Linked DNA regions of Gossypium hirsutum: region 1 is linked to region 2. A link is a contact called in public Hi-C data. All regions are on one chromosome and are shown on one strand. Each heading gives the region's core, a stretch centred on a gene start, on an enhancer-like site or on the middle of the called end of the contact. The rest is flanking DNA. Distances are from core to core; before and after follow the strand shown. Region 1 holds the start of LOC107950588 (non-functional pseudokinase ZED1). Region 2 holds the start of LOC107950593 (RNA-binding protein 39).

Region 1 (7,377 bases), core at 104-2,603, 130 kb after region 2:
CTCGGGATTTTCTTGTGTACAACAAAGTGCAATCTTCGCCAAACTTACCAACTCATTACCATTGATTCTTTCACTCAAAATACTTTGATCCACAATTTCGGTTAACCGATTGCTTTCGACATAATTCGACACAAATGCTCTAAAGGGTGCTTCCTCCACACTATGATCCCCAGATTTTCTTCTAGTTAAAAGCTCAAGTAACAGTATGCCAAAACTATAAACATCAGCCTTTTCATTTATTTTGCATTCCAAAACCTCAGGTGCTATATACCCAACTACCCCGGAGATGGCATCTTCTACGACATGCGATTTTCCTTTCGGAATTGCCACGGAGAGCGAGAAATCAGCAAGCTTAGCAACATAATTCGTATCTATTACTATCGATATCAACGAAAGCCCTCGATGAATAACAGGCCTGGACAAGGCAGTATGGAGATATGCGACTGCATTAGCAATATCCATTGCAATCTTTATTCTAGACTTCCATGTTAATGGCTCAAGTTGCCCATCACTAACATCAAACATTAATCTTTGGAGATTCTTTTCACCACCATATTCATAAACAAGCACTGGATTTTGAGTCTCTAAGCAGCATCCAATGAGTTTTAGAACATTCTTGTGCACACTCATTTGTGAGCTAATTACTATATCTGTGATAGCTGTTTCAAGGCATTTGTTATAGCTTCCGTACCGTTTCACAGATAGCTCCCGACCACGCAGAAAGCCTTTGTATAACACGAAATGAACGTACCTCGAAATTTCCTGACCGACATCGTAACCTTTCGTTGCTTCGCTCAGCTCCTCGGCGGAGAAAGTACAAATAGGATTACATTTACCATCAGATGAGGCAATAAGCTTTTCTAATAACATACTCCCATTCTTCAACAATGGTCCCTCATCCTTGCCTTGCCTTTTTATTCTGAAACATGATCCCATCTCCCCTTCCTTCAACATTCAATAAATACCTGCAAAGATGCTAAATTAGAGACTAATACATCGGGAAAATAGCAAAAAAAGACAATTTTCTTCTAATTGATTGCATTTGACAATACTTTAATTATTATACAGATTAAAAAGAGAGTAAAATAGCAGAAGAGGCAAGCACCTAAAATGGCAGAAAAAAAGGGGGAGAAAGTGAAAACCGCAGGAAGATGATAAAAGTCAGACCAGGCATTAGAGTCGATCTCAGGAAGCTTACATTAAGACCAATAAAAAGGCAGGCAGCTTTCTCTGACTTTCTCTTTTCAAGAATTGATAAGGTACCATTGGCATAATAAATCCATTGGATCACCACTTAGCCCATTGCTCACAAATTTGGGTCCAAATTCACTGTTTCAATTTCATCTCAGTGTTACTTCAATCTCAGAACTAGGTTTTGGCAGGCGTATCATTGATGGTGAGATCCATGGCCCAGTGTAATAATAAACACAAGTAGTAGCTTTGCATATTTAGGAAACTTACCCAAAATAAATTTGATAGAGAACCCACATATGATATTTTTACTCATGATGAGACTTAAACCTCGTAACAAAACCACCTCAATCTTACTTGACTAGCAATAAAGAAATACTAAATGTGTTGTATGATTAATTTGCTAGGTAGAGTAGAAAGAAAATTGAAAAAGAAGAAGAAGAAAGTTTAAAGAAGTAGAAAACTAGAAAGAAAATATACATTGATATACTTGGTAGGAAAGATTAAAAAATTGAAAGAAAATATTAATTTATTTTCCTTAATTGCTAAGAAGAGTTTAAAGACGAAAGGATGAAAATGAAAATGTTAAAAATACATTCTTTTATTTTCTCAATCTAAAATGATTTGTTTTTAAGCATAGATAAAAACTTCTCACTTTTCTTTTCAACTAAATACACTTAAAATTTATTTTTATTCATATTTCAATGTATTAAAATATAATAAATTATGTTTGATCTCCTTTTAACTTCACATTCTTTTATAAAATCGTAATTTGGTAGAATAAATTTAATAAAATTTTAGTTTAAATCTCGCTAATTTTATTAACTTAACATATCTATCACCTTTTTAATCAATTAAATAGCTACATTTATATATCAATATTTTCATTATATTCATAACATTAAAACACTCATTATAATATTAAATACAAATTTTGCATTTTACTTTTTTTAATGTAACCTTGTGTTTTTTGTAATACAAAATAATTTTTATCTTTTTTAATCATCTTACTTAATACTATCCACATTTCAATAATAAAACTTTAATTTATAGAAAAAAATTACTTATATAATTTTTAAAAAATTGAATTCTTTTATTCTATATGAAAATTTTAAATATTATTCGCAATATTTATACCATAAATAATATTTAAATTAAATTGTTTAATTTTAAATTAAGTTAAGCTCGAATAGTAAAAGATTTCTTTAATAATATTAAATTATGATAAATGGTTGAAATTTCTTTCCATTAAAAGTGCTATATTACATAATAGAAAGAGCAAAACATTATTTTAAGCAAACCCCATGAGATGGCCTGATGGTCAAGGGTGTTCACCGTTTCAGGTTGGTTGTTTGAGCTTTGCCTTGTTATTGTAATTTACAAAAAAAAAAAGGAAACATGATTTCAAACCAAAGTTAATGATAACTTCGTTGTCTTAGGAAACTATTGTAAATTATGTGTGAGTTTTTTAATTAGATATGATTTTGTTTATTGAGGCTGTTATAAATTGTGTAACTCGAATCCCGTCACTTGTAAAAGAATTAAATGTAGTGGCAAAATAAGGGGATTTGTGAGGGCGAAAGGCCGAGGGCCGTACATTAAGCACAAAATTGGACTGGGGTTGTGACCAACGGTGCATGGGCGGAGCCCCTGCGATACGGACCATATAGCACAAGTTGAATTCATATAGAACTATTCTTCTTCTATTTGACTTTGATTAGAATAAGGTTTTTCAACCCTTAAATAGATATAATCGAAACCCCTCTTGTTTCATTCGTTTTTCAATATTAGTGAATTTCTCCTCTTTTGTCCGTAGTTTTTTCTCGAAAGGGTTTTCATGTAAAATCTGTGTGTTCTCATTTTTCTTTTATTCTTGCTTTGCGATCGTTCTACCACCATTATCAACGTACAGAGGTACTTTAAGACACCCACTCACTCTCATTCAATTAAATTATTTAAGATTTCGATAAATTAAAAAATAAAATTTCAATTGAAGACATTATCTGACTTATGTTCCTCTCAAGAATTCATATATATAACAAAACTAAGGCTCATCAACAACTTTTGTTGAGTTTGTAAAATATGTTTTTTTTAATTACATATAAAATTATATTAAAATAGATTGATATATTAATATCACGAATTGATTGGACATCAATAATTAACAAATTTACTTAAAACCCTTTGATATTAACAGTCATACTAAATTTAAAGATATTAAATTACACTTTTAAATTCCCTCTGTCGTAATGGCAGTTCTTTTCTAATTCGGTTTACTAAAGCTGAAGGAGCTGTTAAGACTTTTGTTTCTAGTTAATTAGGGATTGGGTGTTTTTGGCGTAGAACTCTGATTAATTGAGTATAGGAGCGTTTAGTTTGTTTTTTACCGAATCATTATGATAGAAGACAATTTAGCAAATTTAAGAATTCATGTTGTGGAGGAGGAAATCTGGGCGGTGGATGAGGATGTGGAAGAGGAGGTGGAATAAGAATTTTGTTTGGTAGGGTGTTTCATGACAACGAGAATGGTAAACTTTCAAGCCATGAAGAATACGCTGGCTAATGTTTGGCACCCAATTGGTGGCGTAGTTATCTCAGATCTGGGGGAGAAGAGATTTTTATTTAAATTCTTTCATGATGTGGACATTGAAAAAGTGATAAAAGGGGCACCATGGACCTTTAATAACCATCTGCTAGTTTTTCACAGGCTATTGGAGGATGAGGACCCGATGGAGGTGCCATTGACTTATTCTTTTTTTTTCTGGGTACAGATTCATGATCTGTTACCAAGAATAATGTCGAAGATGGTTGCTAAGCAATTTGGTGACTTTATTGGGTCTTTTATTGAATATGATGCAAGGCAGATAGGGAAGGGATACTAGAGTTATATGAGAATACGAGATTGGTGGATGTGAGGGTTCCATTGAAGAGGAGGAAGAAATTAGTGACACCTAGTGGAAAACAGTTTTATGCGAGATTCCAATATGAAAAGTTGACTTTGTTTTGTTTTTTTATGTGGTTGATTGGGCCATGAGGATGGTTTCTGTCCACTACGAGTTAAAAGCAAAGGTGCATGACCTAGAATTAGGTTAAGATACATTTTTGAGGGTGCAAAAAAACAAATCAAATTTTTTCACAAGCGTATAACTTAAGGAGGATGTAACATCCCTGACCTGTATCCATTGCCAGAACAGGGTTACAAAGCATTACCGGAATACACAAATCAAATAAAAACATTTCATATCATTTAACATTCATGTCAGTTATTATTCATAAAGTCCCTTCTATAAGTCCACGAGGCTCAAAACATACATCAAAAATAAGTCGGGACTAAACCTGGTATTTAGAGAATTTTCCACGAAATTTTAAAATTTTTTTCTTGGTGCAGAGGACATATGCCTGTATCTCAGGCCGCGTGGGCATTCGAAATAAGGGTATGGATACACAGCCAAGACACACGCCCATGTGCTAGGCCATGTGTCACACGCCCATGTCTTTGCCCGTATAAACGAAATAAGGGCATTTCCAAGCCATATTTCTCACCCAATCTTGCCTTTCACCTACATAAACACTTAAATACATTATCAAGCCAATACAAGACATTCAAAACCAATCAAGATCAAGTCTTTTACATGATATAATATCTTATATAACCAAGTGTACAAACTTACCAAAACAACCATACATACATATATGCATATTCTACCAAACTTATACTATCTCAAACCAATCCTCAATATGCCTTTATGATTTCTATCATTTATCCATTTCAGACACACATCAACACATTAAGGCCACTTTTTACATATCAAAATATACCAATTACAAGCCATACTAATGGCTAATTTCAACCAAACACATACATGTCATTCTTAACCACTTTTAGCCTATACATGTCATTATAACCCTAAATTTAATTTACTATTTATACCAAAACGAGCTAATGGATAGTGTGAGGTATCTCCATCAAGCTTCCAACCCAATGAGCTTTCGAAATACTATAAAATAGAGGAAATAAAACAGAGTAAACATTTAATGCTTAATAAATTCGTATAACAGAAAATAAACTTACCATTCATTTACATTTAAGGTAAGCACACAAAAATGCATCCAAACAATTTGGCTAATAACCTAAACACATATATCCTCATCAAGAATGTTAGTCACAAAACTCACATGAATATCAAGAAACATGTATTAGCTCATCAATATTTAATTTCCGCATACAAGTATTTATCATTTCAAGTATCCATGAACATGTACATATCATATCTTTGTATTTCAAGTACTTCTTATAGTAATTCATCTTCAATTCATATCATCTCATATCAGAACTTTACCCGTTGAATCATTTAAAATATCAATGGATACAAGGGTAGTACACATGAAGTGTACGAATTGTAATTCGCCAATTCATATTCGAGAGTACTCCTTAAAGCACATAATCGGGAAGCCTTCTTTCGAGCCATATAACGGGAAGCTCGTGTGAGCCATGTAACGGAAAGCTTATCCAAGTTATATAACAGAAAGATCATAAGAGTCATAATCGGGAAGCTCATGCGAGCCAATAATGGGTAGCTCCGAAGAGCCATTAACGAGAAGCTCTAGATAGCCATATATCGGGAAGTTCAAGTGAGCCATATCGAGAAGCTCAGGAAAGCCATTAATCAGGAAGCTCACAAAGAACCTTTAATCAAAAATCTCATAAAAAGCCATATAACGGAAAGCTCATAAGAGCTGCGGTATGCCTACAACCCATGTAGGATCACAACCGATCAAGATGCTCTAAAGAGCTATTAACAAGAAGCTCACAAGAACCATATAACGGGAAACTCAAGAGGGCCAATAACAGGACGTTATTTTGAGCTATGGTGTGTCCACAACATATGCAGGACTACAACCAATACGGAAAATCTTGTATCCATCGAATTTTATTTATCAAACGGGACTTGACATTTATCGAGTTTTGTCGGATATGTGATTAATTTCATATATATAACATTTATACAATTCAGATATACAACATTTAATTCAAACATATAAATATACACAATTTAGTTACACGAACTTACCTTGACAATTGTTCGTATACACAAAATCCTACTAATCTGACACTTTTTTTTCCTCGATCTATGTTCATATTTAAGTTATCTGAATTTATACGAATGAATTTAACATATATTTAATACAACTCACATTCAATTCAATCAAATTCACATCTTAGGCAAAATTACTATTTTGCCCCTATATTTTAATTAATTACAATTTTATCCTTAGGCTCGGAAAATAAAATTCATGTAATTTAATTCTTATTCCAAGCCTAACCGATTTTTACATGAAACATTTGTATCCCATTAAATTCATAATATTAAAAAATTTTCGTAAATTTTACATCTTTATAATTTTGTCCCTAAATCACAATTTCGTCAAAATTCACTTTACAAAAGTTGTTTATCTATCAATAACCTTTCATTTTCTACCATAAATTTCATAATTCATGCATATTCATCCATGGCAAAACCCTAGTACTTTGATAACTTTGCAAATTAATCCCCGAGATAGATAGATTAAGTTATTACGATCTCAAAAATATAAAAATTACTAAAAACAGGACAAGATTACTTACCCAATTAAACCAAGTAAGCTTGCTTGAGTTCTTTTCTCTTAGCTAGGGTTTTCATAAAAAAAATTTGGAAAAGATGATGAAAAAGATGATATTTTCATTATTTACTTATCATCTTTTATTATTTTTACTTTCCAATTTAGTCATTTTCTTTTCTTAAATTTCCATGGATGAATCATCATACTTATCTACTAACTCTTCTTAATGGTCTATTTTCCATGTAAGGAAATCTAATTTTGAATTTCATAGTTATTTGATACTTATAGCTACTAGAACTCAAATTTTGCATTTTATACAATTTGTTCATTTTATCAATTAAACATGTAATTGGTAAAATTTTATTAACAAAATTTTTATACGACTTTCCTATCATAATGCAGACCATGTGATAATATTAAAATAATTTTCCTTCTGAACTCAGATTTGTAGTCTCGAAACCATTATTCTGATTTTACTAAAAACGAGATATTACAGAGGACACAGGTAGTAGGTTGAAAGGAAGCAAGTTTGGAAAGATGGAGCAAAATGATGGAAGAAGGGAAGGTGAGTAGATGAATCCAAAA
Region 2 (7,526 bases), core at 4,338-6,837:
TCCCACAATGGAGGTCCAAAATCTCTCCAACATTGCAAGATTCAAGGCGTTCTCCTTCTTTTTTAATTTCTCTTATTCTTTTTTTTGATTTGACTTACTTATTTTGTATTTTGCAGGTTTCTTGTTTGGACTTAAAGAAAGCTCTTTTTTTGTGGGAGGGGTTGATGGTTGCTAGTTTGAAGGCTTGAGTATGATGAGGTTCTAGTAGAGAAAGGGAGCTGTATGTGGAGCATAGTTGATAGGATGGCGACTAATAGGCAGAAATGGCCTTTAATAGTGGTGTTTGGGTGACTTTGACCTGACCAACATGTGTAGGGTCTTATGGACCAAATTCTAATTTTTTGCAAAATATTGAGGGTATTTTTTAAAATTTCTATTACTTTTATATTTTTAATTAATAAAAATATAGTTACATATGTTCATAATTATAACTTAGAAACTAATGGATTATTTATGGTTGCGCCCATCTTTTTATCAAAATTTGATCAAGTTCAATCAACCAATATATCTATGAACTTTGAAACATGTTTTGGGATCAGGCTTATCATAAAATATTGATTTAATTTTAGATAAAATTTGATTATTACACAACTCATGAGATATATGTAATACCCCGAAAATTACTATAGTAAGAAAGTAAGATAATATTCCTGATATAGAAAAATAAGGAAATAAAGTGATAAAAAGGGTAATTTTGAGTTATGTCAACACTGGGAAGTATATTATGACATATTAATTCAAGAAAGGATTAAATCACAAAAGTGAGAAAAGTTTTGTTGCCTAAGAGTAAATACTCAAAATTTGAGGGGTTAAAGGTAAATACAAAAAAGTTGAAGGACCAATAGTGTAAATATTTTAATGGTGGAATAATCTAGAAACTAAGGAAAATGGATGAATTAGGACCAAATTGAAAATGTAAAGAATTTTGAGGGACTAAATTACAATTTTACCAAATTAAGTGATGACTCAAGGATGAAATTTTAAAAGATTATAAAGGGCAAAATGGTCAATTAGAGAGAGAGAATTCTAGAAGGTAATGATGATGTTGGTGATATTTTTAATTAATTAATTAGATAAATGTTATTTACTTAATATTTTATTAAGATTTTTAGTATTATTTTATTATTAAATGATTAATATAAAAGGGAGGAAAGATGAAGAGAAATCATCATCTTTCCCATGCATTTCACGTTAGAAGAGAAGAGAAGAAAGAAAGTTTTGCTTTCTTTACAATTTGGTCCTTCCACCAAAAAATTACCATTTTCACCTAGAAATCAAAAGAATTTCCATAGCCATCAAGAGAGAAAGATAACAAGAAGACTATGGGGAGCTAGAATATCAAGTTAGATTCAAGTAATAGAAGCTGGAGGAGAGAGAAAATCAAGTTAAAGGTTGAAACCAATAGGACAAGGTAAGAACATCAAGATTTCAACATATTTTTAAGTGTGATATTATTGAAAAAGTATGGAAATGATGTTATAGTAGAGTTTTCTTATATAAGGTCTTATGTTTTTGATATATTAGTGAAGGAAAATAAGAGAAAGTGATGAGAAATATTATAGAGAAAGGGAATAAGGGTGTTATAAATTTAGTAATCAACATTTTGCACTAAACAGTTTTGGACAGTAGCAGTAGGTTAAATTTGAAAAATCACCATAAATCGTGGAAATCAAATTAGAGTATGAATAAAATATGAAATTAAATCTTATTGAGTCTAGTTTCTCATAGAATAAATGGTGTAAGTAATGGAATTGTAAATCATGAGATATAATAAATTTTGTGAGACAATGTCAGAATGAATTCGGGTTCCCCTATTCTGAATTGGAAAAATAATTAAAAATTGTAAACAAATAATTATGGGTTATAATTTATATTTTTAAAATCCTTAATGAGTCTATTTTCAAGAGAAACAAACGACAACATCATTCAAAGAGATAATTAATTTTTAGTGAAGAGGGGTCGGAACTGTCAAACAATGAAATAGGGGAAAATTTAAAGAATAAACTGTACTTATTGGTTAAACTAAAACTTCTGAAAATTTTATAGTAAGAAGACATGTGAGTCTAGTTTCAGAGAAAATTAACGGTTCTCAATTCGAAGTTACGTAGCTCAAGATATAAATAATTTTGTGACTATGACTCAAGTGGACAACTTTGAATGAACAAATAAATAAATAGTGAAATTATAGATAATGTGACATATAAGCATGTTATATACATTAAGGATGTGGAATGGAGAGGAGGAGGAGGAAAATATATGATTATTCAACTAGCATGAGTTTTCATTAAAATGGCTAATTTGCATGTTTTAGGTTTAGGGACTAAATTGAATGAAAGTAATATTTTAAGGGTAAATTTGTAACAATGTCAAAAAGTGACCAAATTGCATGAAATGAATTGTTTTATTATTTAAATTAATAAATTGAATGAAATATTAATTTAGATCAAGATTGGGTGGAAATTTGAGGAAAATAGAAAATTTCTAAAATGTCCCTTAATTCTAGTATTTTTGCAATTTAGCCTGGTAAGTTCGTATAACTTAAATTATATTCTTAAATACCTGAAATGTTTGTTATTGATGGATCCCTGAAAAGGAATTGAAGGTAAAAATGATCTAGCCTGGACAGGTGATCATATCTTGATATAGCCCTCGTGAAGAATATGTGGAAAATAGATTTAGCCTGGACGGGTAATCCGAATTAGGGTCTGAATTTAGCCTGGACTGGTAATTCAGATCCAAGCTCATTAGAGTAATTGTCATTGCAGGGGATTTAGCTTGGACTGGTAACCCCGACAATACTCTATGAGTTTATATTACAGGGGATTTAGCCTGGACTGGTAATCCTGCTGTAAGGATGAGGTTCGCGAGAGTGTGCTCTCTGAAATGGAAATGTGCGCACATGAATATGAATTGACGGACTCGGATTTGTACACTTAGGTGTACCCATGAAAATCTATCGAAATTTTGAGAAATTCAACGGGATAAATATGGAAAAATAATAAGGAAATGGAAATCATGGTATTGATGAGCTCACCAATCTTGGTATATATATTATTGATACATGGAAATTATTGAACTAACTTGAATGTTGAGTTTATGCATGTTAGGGGAATAATGCATTGAATGGCATGTATAAGTTAAATTGGCCAACGTTAGCTCATTAATGTTTTGATTTTGATTGATTTTAAATATGAATGCTTGATGAAATGAAATGTCTGTAAATTAATTTGTAAACTCCGGTAATGCTCTATAATCTTATTCTGGCAATAGATACGGGTTAGGGGTGTTACAATATAATTTCTATACACATTAGTGAAAAGACATTTGAAATAACAGGAGTGACAATAATTTTTGTAACTATTGTTAATATTCTCGTCATAAGCAAATTAGTTATCGTAACTATTTTTCTTGTTAGAAATTTAATTCAAAGTAAAAAAATATGTCACCGTAGAAAAATTATTATGACAATTTATGTTCATCAGAATTGCTTACGATTTTAGTGTAAAAAAATTGGTCACAAAAATTAAATAATTGTAACCATTTAATTTTGCCACAATTGCTTACAATTTTAGTGTCGAAAATTTATCACAAAAAAGTTGAATATATGTGACCATTTATTACCGTCACAAGTACTTATAGTTTTAGTGTAAACAATTTGGTCACAAAAGGTTAAATATGTGTGTGACCATTTTTTGTCACAGTTGCTTACAATTTTGGTGGCTAAAATTTGATAAAAAAAATACAATAATAAAAGAGAGTTCGTGAGACAACAACCATACATCAAATCAATAGCCTTAAAAAGAAAAATTTTCTTCGATATTTCAGAGATGAGAGCTCACTAGGAAATAAGAAATGGAGGCAAATGTTTTCTTCGTATACTATTTCAGGCTAGATGTTTTCTTTAGATACTATTTTAGGGTTTTATTTAGGGTAGGGTTAATAAAAGTAATTAACCAGGTCACTTACTTTTTACTAATTTTGGTTTAAGTTTTCCTTTAAAATAAAAGAAAATGCCATGTCATTAGCCTATGTGGAATTTTTGGTTTTAAAAAATATAGTTGGTAACTATTAAGTGGCATGTCAGCAGAATTAAAAGATAACTATGGTCAACAAAGAAACCATTGGTCAAAAGGTTTAATTGATGTAATTTTGTGGGGGACTTAATTGATTTTTTTACAAAAATTTGTGGGCTTTTCTACCCCTTTAGCAATTTTTTAGATTTATCTTGATATTTTTATTTTAAAAATATATATAATAATCACCTAAATGACATCCAATTAATTTTAAATGAAACCCTAATATAATATTAATCTAACACTAATCTCTAATGTTAATCTAATATTAGAAAAAGAAAAAGATTAAAAAAATTTGAAATTCTATCTTGCCATCTAATCGAACTTTAAAAAATAAACTCAAAAAAATTTATTTAAAAATTTCAATTAGGTATTAACTTGTTTATATGTTAAAAACATGTTGAAAGAAGGTGGGTTCAATTATTTTATTAAAATATTTTAATAGTGTTATTATAAGTGATTGAAGTTATTAATAATTAAAATTAAATGATGTAATATGATTAAATCAAAAGTTTATGATCTATAAGAAAGTTAAGGTTAAATTCAATGATCTATAATATAAACCATTTAATATACATGAGATTTATTGTCCATAAATGAGAATTAAAAGTTAAAATTTTTAATAGTAAGTTTAGTATTTTTTTCTATATTTAATTTGTTGGCACGTACGAGAAAATTTTTATAATAATTAAAGCAAAAAATAAAAAATATAGGGGTTAAATTGGAAAAAAATGTAAATGTTATAGGTTAAATTTATGATTGTATTTGTTTTTCTATTAGAATTAACTCTGTTGAATTTTTTTTTAAAATGACAAAAGCTATAAATGAATTGCTAAGGCTACTTCCTGCATCCCTCCCATTGCCCCTCGATGCTATTTGAGTTTTAATTTAATTGGTATTGTTGTTGTTAATGTGATAACTTAAAGGATATGAATTCGAGTGTGCTCGAGCGCGTAATATCATTGCATGTTATTTATTTTATTTTATTTTATATATAACTTAAAAGACATATAATAATTTTCTTAATTGTGATTATGAAATTAGAATTGCACTATTATCGACTGAACCATAAATAAAGTGATCAAGGGTAAAGTCAAAATTATTTAGAGTATTGAAATTAAATTATATATTTTTGAGAGGTTAAAGTATAATTTTATTATAATATCAACATTTTTAAGGAGGTTGAACATTAAAAATCAAAATAGAAATTTATCATATATATTAATATCTCATTTCAATTTTTTTAAAAGAACTAAAAGGTAAATATTTTATTTTTGGGTCCAGTTGACACTATCACCCTCGTTTGTCCTCAAAAGTGACATAATATTCTCGAGTTGGATTTTTAAACCACTTTTATCTCATTTTTCATTATATAAAAGAACACAAAAACTATACTACTAAATAATTAAAAAAAATATGTATATAGATTTACATTTATCTCATAAAAAAATTACGTTTATCTCTTAATTCATATTATTTACAAATTTAGGGATTTACCATTTTGTAGATGGTCTATGATGTTGAAGGCAAGTTATCTTTTATTCAATGGGCCAATAGGAGTCACTCGCTGCCACTGCATTGCTATGCTGTGCAACCTTGTACTTGTTTTATTTGATCTCCCATTCTCCATAGAAATTCTTCCCTTAAAAACCCACGGAGTCAATGCCAATTACACCCTAACCCCACTTCCCTCCCAGATTTCGACTTTTGGAGGACCAAATTAAACCCTAACTTCCCCAAACCCCCTCAATTGAAAGTTGAAACCTCCAACAAAACCCTAACTCCCCCCAAACCCTAGCCCTGCGATTCATAGACTTGAAGAGCAAGAGCTGAAATCTTCCAATTTTCGAGAATAATTAATGGATTTCGACGAGTACGAGTATTTGGAGAAAACCGTGGAGGAGCAGGAAGATTCGAAGAAGAAGACCAAAGACGGAGGAGGAGCGGGGGATAAGAGCGAGAGAAGCTATAGGAAGAGAGATAGCGAGAGAGATGAAGAGGATGATGAAGGCAAGAGCAGTAGCAAGAAATCGAGAAGCGGTCGCGAAGAGGACGACGAGGAGAGGCGAGATCGTGACAAAGATCGGCGTAGAAGCAGCCGCGATAGAGAAAGGGAAAGGGAGAGAGATAGGGATAGAGATTTAGAGAGGAGGAGCAGTAGAGGAAGGGAAAAGGAAAAAGATAGAGAAAGGGATAGGGAAAGAGAAAGGAGAGATAGGGATAAGGAGAAAGAGAAAGAGAAAGAGAGAGATAAGGAGAGGAGAGAGAGGGAAAAGGAGAGAGAGAGGAGGGAAAGGCAGAAGGAGAAGGAAAGGGAGAGCGAGAGGAGAGAGAGAAGCAGCAGTAGGTCGAGGAGGCACGAGAGTGAGCTCGAGCGAGAGAAGGAGCGGGACAGAGAACGTGACATTGACATCAGAGACAGCAGGTGCCCTTTTATCGTCTCTTCCTCTAAGCAAATTGTGTTTTGAGGCAATTCCGTTGTGTTTTTTGCAATCCAATTGTGTTGCCTTTTTATGATCTAAGTGAGTTCAAGAACATGGTGGGGGTGCTCATTGTTGAGACGACGTCTTCTTGGGAGAGAATTTCATGTTCTATTTTGATGTTTAAGAATTTATCCATCTCAGTGATTGATGTGGAAAGAAACATAGTGAGAGGGTTTTTTTTTTATTAGTTTGCATCTGTAGAACTATTGTGCCATTTGGATGGGCATGTTTGATATATGTGGATGGTATGCTGCTCTAAATTTGGAAAGACCAGTTTGCTAAGAGCAGGATTTTTGTGATATTCTAGATTATCTAATGAATATGTATGTTTCAGGAAATTTAAAGACAAGAAGGAAGCAACAGAGCCTGAAGCTGATCCTGAGAGGGACCAGAGAACCGTTTTTGCTTATCAGGTAGATGAATTCTGTTTTTTGTTTTCATCTTTGAAGGACTATTAGGCATAAATGTTATACCTATGTGTACAAACATGCATTTCCTTTCGCATTTATTGATTACTGTTGAATTTGAATTGGTTGATGGCAGATGCCTCTAAAAGCAACGGAGAGAGATGTCTATGAGTTCTTCTCAAAAGCAGGAAAGGTTAGTCAGGTTTAATTCGGTTATTTTTTTTTCTTAATGTGAAGGTTGTATGTAATATTTTCACCATAGCTTTCAAGTATGCCAGGAGTCCATATTAATCAGTTTGGAAAAAAGTTAATGCAAATGATTTTGAGAATACAAGTGTAAATTTGGAATTCTAGATTTGTTTCAATTAAAACTCATCATTTAGATTTCTGGTATGTGGCAATCTCATTTTGCATGGTCATCAATTTTGTTTCTTTTATGCCTTCATAGATTGGTGATAATAACTATAAATTGATGCATATATGCATATTATTGAGATACATCTACTTCCTCTTGCAGTATATGCTCCTTTGCCTTCAGTTACGAGTAGTATTATGAATTTGTT

Evidence for each region. A called contact is a pair of places that touch in the nucleus more often than the background predicts.
Region 1: a Hi-C map of fibers shows a contact between it and region 2, with 4 times the contacts expected there. The contact joins the promoter of LOC107950588 here to the promoter of LOC107950593 in region 2. A contact is called at or near these places in 7 of 34 Hi-C or Micro-C datasets (anther, callus, fibers and 3 more).

The regions. Positions count from the first base shown.
Region 1 is chrD03:7,268,870-7,276,246 of Gossypium_hirsutum_v2.1, forward strand. It overlaps LOC107950588 (non-functional pseudokinase ZED1), which reads right to left and starts at 1,354. Exons shown (of 2, transcript XM_016885466.2): 1 at 1,106-1,354; 2 at 1-965. The coding sequence starts at 954. LOC107950587 (a long non-coding RNA gene) reads right to left here. Exons shown (of 5, transcript XR_005911129.1): 5 at 4,152-4,751.
Region 2 is chrD03:7,130,173-7,137,698 of Gossypium_hirsutum_v2.1, forward strand. LOC107950593 (RNA-binding protein 39) reads left to right here and starts at 5,588. Exons shown (of 13, transcript XM_041089710.1): 1 at 5,588-6,498; 2 at 6,891-6,969; 3 at 7,100-7,156. The coding sequence starts at 5,933.